2 separate regions of the Macaca mulatta genome follow, and region 1 is linked to region 2. Evidence: chromatin contacts called from public Hi-C data. All regions are on one chromosome and are shown on one strand. The core of a region is the stretch at or near the end of the contact, and the rest is flanking DNA. Distances in the headings are between cores, read along the strand shown.

What was found. Hi-C and Micro-C count contacts between places; a contact is called where the count stands out from the background.
Region 1: a Hi-C map of CD4 T cells shows a contact between it and region 2, with 5 times the contacts expected there. The contact joins the promoter of PIGY here to the promoter of HERC6 in region 2. A contact is called at or near these places in 4 of 14 Hi-C or Micro-C datasets (CD4 T cells, blood, fetal cortical plate and 1 more).

What each region holds. Positions count from the first base shown.
Region 1 is chr5:97,842,199-97,847,397 of T2T-MMU8v2.0, reverse strand. It overlaps PIGY (phosphatidylinositol glycan anchor biosynthesis class Y), which reads left to right and starts at 1,350. Exons shown (of 2, transcript NM_001265768.1): 1 at 1,350-1,641; 2 at 3,113-4,144. The coding sequence starts at 3,350. The coding sequence ends at 3,565. It overlaps PYURF (PIGY upstream open reading frame), which reads left to right and starts at 1,329. Exons shown (of 2, transcript NM_001261568.1): 1 at 1,329-1,641; 2 at 3,113-4,141. The coding sequence starts at 1,439. The coding sequence ends at 3,254.
Region 2 is chr5:97,697,271-97,702,198 of T2T-MMU8v2.0, reverse strand. It overlaps HERC6 (HECT and RLD domain containing E3 ubiquitin protein ligase family member 6), which reads right to left and starts at 3,452. Exons shown (of 22, transcript XM_078002009.1): 1 at 3,011-3,452. The coding sequence starts at 3,209.

The DNA.
Region 1 (5,199 bases), core at 101-2,600, 150 kb before region 2:
CTTAAATATCTATCCAGTAGAAGTGTTTCCTTTTTGGTATCCTACAAACTACATTAACCTTAGAAAATCTCCTGAGCATTAGTGAACAAAGAACATCAAAAAATTAACTTTTTTTTTTAAAAAACAGGATGGCCCAAAAAACAAATAGACAAAAAATTAGGATGAACGCATAAACATTTCTCAATTTATTTTTACATTGGAGTGGGAGAGAAATTTGAAAATATAAACATATTTTCGTATTCTTTCCTTCTAGCCCCAGGAACTCAAAGTGTGAAATGATAATGCCCAGAGATGCAAAAAAAAGTTCAGGTTGATATTCAGCAGAACGGAGGGAAAAAATGGATGACTAACAAGAAACTTTGAGTCTTCGGACATGGAAAAACTAGATGACATAAAAATAAAAATAGACAACATTAATAGAGCACTAATTTGTGCCAGGCACTTTTCTAAATGTTCTTCGAATGCACAATCACATTTATCCCCTACCTTGACAGAACAAGGTAGGTACAATTATTAATCTTATACAGATAAGTAAAATGAGCAGTTAAGTCACTTGCCGAAGTAATCCGGCTACTAAACTGTGGACAGGAAACCAAGCTGTCAGGCCCCAGAGCCCAAGTTCCCATCTACTACACTGTAAGAAAGAGATCTAACATGCATCACTTCCTCGGAGAGTCGGAAGCAAACCTGGGATACAAATTCACTGAATGGATCACCCATTTGACTAACAGACATCTGCCTGTTACACAGTTATTTAGGCCCTTTGCGGCCTCCAAGCTCATTGATAGAAGTAAATTAGTTGTGCTTTATTACGCAAATACTTCACAATGACTGGGTCTCAGGCAGGAAGAATTTATATATTTTGGAGGGTCAGAGGCCTAGACCATTCCTTCCAGGTTCTCACTTTTTTAAATGAGACAGAAAGAAGTCAAACAAGATTACAGAAACTAATGGTATAGTAAAGACGTACATGAAACAAATGAACGCTTTCAATACATCCATGGCAATACATTCAATACAATACATGACAGTGTGTTTGAAACTTCACTTGGAGGTAACCACGTAGGTCCAAGCCTAACTCCCTACAACTCTGAGATCTGGCCACTGGCTTCCTAGCATCTCTGCCACAGGCCCCGGTGAAAGCCCAGACACCTCGACTTAAACACTGATTTAGTTTGTAGTCTGGTAAGGCGGCGGGGCACCCACTAGAGGCCTCAGCCCTGGGGCTGTCCTACGGCCTGCAGATGACGTCCGTGGGAAAAGCAGTCGGAGCAGGAGCACCCTCGGAACCAAAGCGCCCGCCCCGCCTACTCACCGGCAGCGTTTCCCAGAGCACCAGGGGGCGGGGCCTGGTCGGCTGGCTTGTACTACCGCGGAGCGAGGAGCTCGGCCCCGGCTGGCGGAGGCGCAGTGAGGCCTGGTCTCCGGCTGCCAGACCATGCTGAGCGGAGCACGCGGCAGGCTCGCCTCAGCGCTGCGGGGAACTAGCGCAGCGCGGTCCGCGGTCGCCTGTAGGTGTCTGCACGCGTCGGGCTCGCGGCCTTTGGCCGACCGGAGCAACGAGACGGAGGAGCCGCCCCGCGCCTTGGATCCGGCGCTGCTGGAGTTCCTGGTGTGCCCGCTCTCCAAGAAGCCGCTCAGGTGACTCGCTGGTCTTGGCCCTTCCTTCGCAGCCTCCCGGTGGGCGGAAAGGGAGTGGTGGACCGCGGCCTGTCTCAGCCACTGGGGACTTGTAGGTCGGTGAATACTCTCCGCTGCCATATTCTGGACTCTGTCCCCGCCGGTGCATGCACCTCCCCCTGCGGCGGGCAGAACGGGGGAGACCGGAGGCCAGGGGAGCCGCGTCCCACATCTCCCAGAGCACATAGCCAGCCTGCCGGAATGGCTCGAAGCGTTTTAGGCTTCGCGACCGGCTGCTCTTTGCAATCACCCGGGGACCGTTTTAAAAATGCCGATTCCCCTGCAGCCCCCAAGACGGGCAGACTTGGAATGCTCGGGGGTTGGGACCTGAACATTTGTATTTTCTTTTTTTCCTTTTAAGAGACAGGGTGCCCCCCTACGTTGCCCAGACTGGCCTAGAACTCCCACCTCAGCCTCCTCAGGAGTCGGGAGACAGGCGCCGCCCCCACGCCCAGCTTATTTGTGTTCTTAAATGGTCCCTAAATGATTTCTAACGTACCAGCAGGTTCTTGAATTACTGCGATTCAGGACAAGTCCAAAGCCATCCGGTTTTTAAGCCAAGATAATGAAAAGTATTTTACCCTCCAGATTCTTGTGAAAGTGTCTTGTACAACTGGTGCCTGACAATCTTAAGCAATTCAGCTGTGTATGCTGCCTGGTGGCTCTTAGTTGTGGCCTAGCAGATTTCTTAGAAGCCTCTTTAACCTAGTTTTTGGGAAGACAGCTCTACAGTTTCCAAGCTCCCAAAAATGGAATATTGACAACACTAACGCTAGTATTACAAATCGCATAAACGAAACACCAAAACGTTGTCAGTGGTTATCTTTGAGTGGTAGATTACTAGCAATTTTTCATATTTCTTTTTTCCCATAATAAACATATTCAGTTTTCTCAAACCTTGAAATTATTTGATTTGCGTTTATAACTAGCTCACGGCAGACTTACTGCTTTCCAAAGTTTCCTCATTTCTGCCCTCTCACCTTTTCCAGTGATTTCCTTCTAATGGATTAGTTAAGTTTTTCTACTTAGCATTTATTCTAAAACGAAGAAGTTGATTTTTCTCTAGTGTTTATTCCAGTAGTAAATTAACAGAGATGATTTGGGGGTTGACCAAAGTAATGAAGGAATATTTGGATAAGAGAGGGGGATCTTTTCTGACTAGTATGAAAAAAAAATTAAGGAATAACTTGTGAATAAGGTGAAAAAGAGAATATGAGAGAAACTGACTAAAATGGGAATAATTATAGATTCTAAGAGAATTTTTCTAAGATAAAAGGTTGAATTGGCTATCGTTGCTTTTAATTAAAGAAGACTATTCTGGGATTAACTCCATACCAAGAATTGGATAAATGGTGGTATTTGTTGAAAATCAGGCTCTTCAATTATTTTATTTTTCCACAACTCATTTTGTTCTTTTTTTTTTCCACCCCAGATATGAAGCATCAACAAATGAATTGATTAATGAAGAGTTGGGAATAGCTTATCCAATCATTGATGGGATTCCTAATATGATACCACAGGCAGCTAGGATGACGCATCAAAGTAAGAAGCAGGAAGAAGTGGAGCAGCGCTAGTTCATAATTAAAAAAACATAAAACGCAACAGCCAACTTTTCTTAGTACCATATACCTTTTAAAACACAGTGGCAGGTAATAAGTGGAAGAGAAGAATGTTTCTGTCTCTTCCTACATTGACTGTTCTTATTCCACTGGTTTCTTTAACAGGACTGTTCTACTCAGCCTCTGTGGAAGAAAACTTCCCACAGGGCTGCACTAGCACAGCCAGCCTTTGCTTTTACAGCCTGCTCTTGCCTATTACCATACCAGTGTATGTATTCTTCCACCTTTGGACTTGGATGGGTATTAAACTCTTCAGGCATAATTGATGCAACTAGAGTCAATATGCTGTATACATTAATGGTAGTTCTTGGGCATCTATCTCTGAAAGCTCAAATGGATGGAATTGAGTTTGTGGGAAAGAGGCTTTGCTTTGCGCATATCAGGCTTAGGACTGTGGGAAGCTTAAGTTGCAGGTGCTTCTTTTATTGTGCTCTTGTTCTGCCCTTGTTTTTTGAAGGCTCTGACTTATAACTGCTGTATCAGAAGAAACATTTTGACAGTGTCTTGTTGGAGATAAACATCCCTAATTGACATGTGATGACTATTTCTTATTCCATTCATCTAAAAGTCATTGAAATTTTGTTTTGCTTGTTTGTTTAGCTTCAAGGTCTTTGGTAAAGTCACATGTTAGGGATGACTGAAATAATTCCAAAGGAGTGATGTTGGAATAGTCCCTGTAAGGGAGAGAAATGCATTTGAACGAATGTGATACAAAACCATATAATGAAATAGAAATTTCATGTACTTACAAAAATTGAGTTTGTAAAATTACCTTCATTTCTTTGACATTAAATGCTTATATTAGCAATAAAGATGTTGACACTTTCCCATAAAAAATAAACCAGTTTGTAATCATTTGTTTTGTTTATTTGTTTGGTCACAGAAGTGTTATTGATACTAAGGGAAGTTGTAAAACTGCACTAAATATAGCTGTGTTTAGAGAGGTACTTAATACCTAAAATAGAATCATTTCCTAGGAAAGTAGGGGGTGGGAAGACTTGCAAGTAGTGGATTGTGCCCTGTTGAGCTTAGAGCCATATTTTGAGCCACATTTCAGTTTATTTTCCCAGGACGCTGAATAACACCACTAAGGGCATGAGCATCGACACATTAATAGCCTCTGATTCTCCAGAACTTTCAGTAAGACTAATCGAGCATAGTATAATACTTCTGAAGTATAGTGTGTTTCAGTAGTTAACCCAGAGAAACCTAAGAACCGAATACAAACTTTATTTTTATTGGAATCTTATGTTAACAGAAACCTGAAACAGTGATTCTTCTGCATCAAAAAATTAAGACATGTTAGATGTGTTTTCTTTTGAATTAATTCAGGGTATACTGTAGTATAAATGACATGTTAAAATTACCCTATGGCAACATACAGATAACCTGGAAGACTACAGGTTCCCAGGTATTTCTTGAAGAGTTGTTCTTTTCAGTTAACCCTAAATCTCACACTTAACCTTAAGTCAGGGAAAAGGAAACAATTCTGAAAAGTACGTACTCTATCTCAAGAAGTCAATTTCAATTTCAGCTTTTGGGGAAGTTGAGTGTTTGACCGTTTTAGGAAACACTGACACGCATGCCCTTGGGGAGTTTAGTATTTGACACCATCCTCTCACTAATATAATTTATTTAGCTATCAGTTGTTATAGTATAAACATACACCGGGTACAATTATAAACATAGTGCTGTGTCTTCAATCTTATAACCCTAAAGAGTAGGTAATATTAGCACCATTTTACAGATAAGGAAACAAGCACAGAGAGATTAAGTGACTTACCCAAGGTAACATAGCTAATAATTGGATTGAAATGTAAACCATCTAGCCATCCGGCTTCAGTCTTAACTACCATGCCATGTGCCACTTTATTTTGTATTATTTGGTCCTTTCTATTTA
Region 2 (4,928 bases), core at 2,203-4,702:
ATAGCCTAGGAAAATGAAACTTAAGGTTAAGCAATCAGAAACCACCAACTAACATCTTAAGAGACTTTACCAACCAGAAACAGTTGACTACTTCAAACAAGGGACTTTCCACTTTAACCAATCAAATATTTTCTTTGTCTTACTTCCTGGAACACCTTATCAAAGGTTACCCCTGGCATCTCCTTGCACCTCCCTTAGTGGAGCCCAACTGCTTGAGGTCTGGTGCTGCTCAATTCATGAACTGCTGAATATTCAAATTGACTCTTAAAAACATTTAGTGTACTCAAGTCTATCTTTTAATGGCTGCTATTTAAAGGATTAGGCATCATGGAGGGGGTAACTTCTAGGCACTATGACACATGACCAAATGTTTCTCTAGCAAAACCCAGCAAAATAAAGGGACCCAGAAAAAATTTAGGATCTCCTCCATTTTGCCATTCTGTCTTCCCACCCTAAACACTGAAAGCAGTGAATCCCTTGCTCAGAAGGAAATTGGAAGGGCGCCTACCTCATGAATGTGAGAGGCAGGTGCTGGATCCTCTCACAATGAAAAGTGAAAACTATGCCCCAATGGAGGCCCTAAATATGGCCACAAATGAAAACCGGATCACATTTCCCTACAAGCCAATCTAAACTGCTTTCCCAAGGTGTCTGTCTCTGAATTATTAGACGTTTGGAGTTGAGAACATCATACCAGTAACGTTTTTGTAACATTTAAGATTTTGGTTTTCCTTTTATCTTTGTAATCTTATCTTTTTCAACTATTTACAGTAAATTTATGCAAGGCTAAAATTTCCCAAAGATTCATGCACTCACAAAGATAGAAATTGGTACCATTTTTCTGGAGAACAATTTGGCGTTAACTATCATGTTGCCCTTCATTTCCAAATGAAGGTGATAAGACCTAAAAACTTGCTACTTTACCAAAAGAATTTGAGCTGAAGGCAATTAAGAATCAACAGATGAAGGAAGAGTTCTCTGCTCTCTTCTGATCTACCTAAAAGTAGGTCACAACTATCCTTTTGTGAGAAGCTCCCATCTCCTGCACCAAGAAGAGAAGGGTCGGCCAGGCGCGGTGGCTCATGCCTATAATCCCAGCCCTTTGGGAGGCCGAGGCAGGTGGATCACGAGGTTAGGAGTTTGAGACCAGCCTGGCCAGCATGGTGAAACCCTATCTCTACTAAAAATATAAAAATTAGCTGGGCATGGTGGGGCGTGCCTGTAATCCCAGCTACTTGGGAGGCTGAGGCAGAAGAACCATTTGAACCCAGGAGGCATAGGTTGCAGTGAACTGAGATCATGCCATTGCACTCCAGCCTGGCGACAGAACGAAACTCCATCTCAAAAAATAAAAAAAAAAAAAAAAAAGAAGAGAAGGGTCACCTAAGATGAAGACTTGGCCCTGAGGTGAGCCTGCATAAACAAGTCTAATTAAAATAACCTTATCGTCCATTAGATTTTCCCATATATTTTTCTAGTCACTTTCCCTGAGTTCATCATCCTTTAAAGTCCAAATCCCTTTTTCTTTGTTAAACATGGTACACAAGCTCCTAAGTCGAAGCACTTGAGTTTCACTTCTATTCTGTAAATTCCCAGGCATGTAAATTTCCCTATATGTAAAAGATTAATAAAATTGTATGCTTTTCCTCCTGTCGATCTGTCTTTTGTCAGTTAAGTTTGCAGGACCCAGGTGCTGAACCTAAGAAGGTAAAGGAAAAATTTTCCTCCTCCACACACCTTTTGAAACTATTCTCAGCAAGTCATCAGAAATGTGGTCAAATATTTGCTTACAAGAATATCAATCAGTATTATTTATAAAAGTCCCTAGTGGGAAACAATCTAATTTCCACAAAAAGAGAATAATTATGGTACTCTCAGAGTTTAGAATGTTATGTAGCAATTTAAAATATATTTTCAAAACATACACAACAAAAGGGTAATATGTTCATAAGATTATGTTTGATGAAAACACAGTGTTCAGAGTTGCATGAATACTGCATATACAAATCTATAATGACATGATTTTTATAAAGATTATATACATAGAAAAAAGTAGACAGGGAGAAAATGCATCAAAATGTTAGGAGTTATCTTTGGGTGTTGGAGCTACGGTGATTTTGTTCTCGTATTTCTACAATAATCCATAACGATTATTGTATTATCATATATAAACAATATATATTTATTATTATTATTATTTTGAAACGGAGTCTTGCTCTGTCGCCAGGCTGGAGTGCAGTGGTGCGATCTCAGCTCACTGCAACCTCCGCCTCCCGGGTTCAAGCGATTCCCCTGCCTCAGCCTCCCTAGTAGCTGGGACTGCAGGCACACGCCACCACGCCCGGCTAGCCCGGCTAATTTTTTGTATTTTAGCAGAGACGGGGTTTCAGCATATTGACCTGGATGGTCTCGATCTCCTGACCTCGTGATCCGCCGGCCTCAGCCTCCCAAAGTGCTGGGATTATAGGAGTGAGCCACTGCGCCCAGCCTATCACATATTTTTAAAGAAAAAAAGGTCCCAGTGTATTTCTAAGGGAGATACATGTGTCCAACCCACAAACCACGTTTGTAAGGTCAGGCTGCCTTCTCCAGGTAGAACCGTGCAGGCGAGGATTTGTCTGCAAGGCAAGCCGGAGGGACCACATCTCTGTCCAGAGCAGCGTTGACCAGGTTAGTTTCGGCTCTCAGTTTCGCTTTGAACTTGAATTGGAAACCGAAACAAATCCGAGGGGCATCGGGAAAACGAAACTGAGGAAGCTGCTCTTCGTAGCACAGGGCACCATTTTCCCGGTTCCTGTGGCTCTTCTGGTCCGGAGGGATCCGAGGCTCCCAACACCCCCCCCTGCCTGGCCCGCGGCGCCCAGCATCTGAGCCACTCCCTGCACCTGGGCCCCCGCGCCCCTCACCCGGGGTCCCAGCGCCCCGCACCCGGTTCTCTGCGCCCGGTACCCAAGCCCCCGCGCCCATGCACTGGGGTCCCCACACCCCGCACCTGGGGCCCCGCGCTCACCTGGCAGCTCCCCGCGCGGCGCTCTCCTGCGGCCCAGCTGGCCCCTGCTGTTGTCTCCGCACGAGAGGACCCTGTGGTTGGTCAGCAGCAGCAGAGAGTGGCGCTCCCCGCTGGCCGCCTGCAGTAGCTCAGCCCCGGGGCTGCGCTCCGTCCTCCGGCGCTGCAGCTCCCTGGAGTCGGTGCCCCAACAGAAATACATCCCGCTTCTGCGCCCTGTCGCCTGCTCCGGATTCCGTCCGTCCCGCTGCGACAGGCTCCCGAACGCTGGTGACTGGGTGCGCGATGATTTCCAGGATATCAAGATGCTCACCCTGTCTTCAACCCGCCCCAGGAGCGCAGCCCTGGCTCCACGTCAGCTCTCTCTGCTGCCTGAACTTCAAGTGCTGAAGAGCAGAGAGGGCGTCCCAGGTGTTGAACCTGGGTTTATATCCTAAGCCATTTATGAGTCATTAATGCCACTTTGAGTAGGTTACCTCATGATTCCGTGCTTCAGCTATCACATCTACGAAATATGGACAGCAATTCAGCAAATCTAATATGTTGGGATAATTTAATAGATATCTAAAGTGTTAGAATTGAAGCATCCGAGTGCCCACCTCTTTCCAGACCTTTTTTGGCACTGAAAATACAAGTTTGTTTTTTGTTTGTTTGTTTGAGACGGAGGAGTCTCGCTCTGTTGCCCAAGCTGGAGTGCAGTGGCACCATCTCGGCTCATTGCAACCTCCGCCTCACGGGTTCAAGCGATTCTCCACTCTCAGCCTCCAGAGTAGGTGGGATTACGGCCGTGCGCCACGACGTCCGGCAAATTTTTGTATTTTTAGTAAAGATGGGGTTTCCTTATGTTGGCCAGGCTGGTCTCGAACTCCTGACCTCAAGTGATCCACCCCCCCACCCTCAGCTTCCCAAAGTGCAGGGATTACAGGCCTGAGCCTCCGCGCCCGACCTGCAAATACAGTTAGTGAAAGACAAGATCCTCTTGATGCATTTACATAAAACACATAAGTGTAATATCAAGGGGCAACGAAAAATACAACAGGAACCAGAGGGTGGAGGCCGAAGGCACTGGTATTTGAGATATTAGGAAAGATCTCCCTGATGAAGTGATATTTGTGCAGAGAGCTGAGGGGACATGGGAAATGAGGGAATGAGTCGTGATATTGCCTAAGGGCAGAGGATGAAAAGCAGCAGTTGGAAGGTTTTGAATAGAGAAGAGCCATGATCTGACTTTAGTTTTTAAAGATTCATCTGGCTGCTGTGTGAAAAATAATAGGACACAAATGGAAGCAGAAAGCCAATTAGCAGAGACTACTTCAGAGTCCAGGTCAAGTGATATCCTAGAAGGGAAGAGAGAAGTTATTAGATTCAAGACGTGTTTTGAAAGTAAGAGTCCACAGATTTGATGACGGATTGGAAATTGGGGGGAAAGAAGAAAAGGGATTAGGGATTACTCCAGGGTTGGCTTAGGGGTTACTGCAAGGTAAACTCTACTGGACTGGGAAACCGTGAGGAAGGTGCAGGTTTAGAGCTATGTGGGTCTGGAGTATAGATTGGTAATAACTGTGAGATGCTTGTTAATCAAGAAGGCAATAGGATAAACTGTTTTGGAGTTGTAGAGAGAAGCTGGGGTGTAGTCAGAAAATTGGGAGCCATCAGTGTAGAGATGATGCTTAAAGCCAGATGGCTGAATGAGAACCCCCAGGGGGTGAATGTGGCAACAATGTGGCAGAGGCTAGAGGACTGATCATAGGAGGAAAACCAGGAGCGGGAGTTATAGACAGAGCAAGTAATGAATAAGGGAAGGATCAACTCTTGTCAATTTCTTGTAGAGCAAGGTAAGGATTGAGCACTGATTTGTATTTATTTATTTGTTTGTTTGAGACTGAGTTTCCGCTCTTGTCGCCCAGGCTGGAGTGCAATG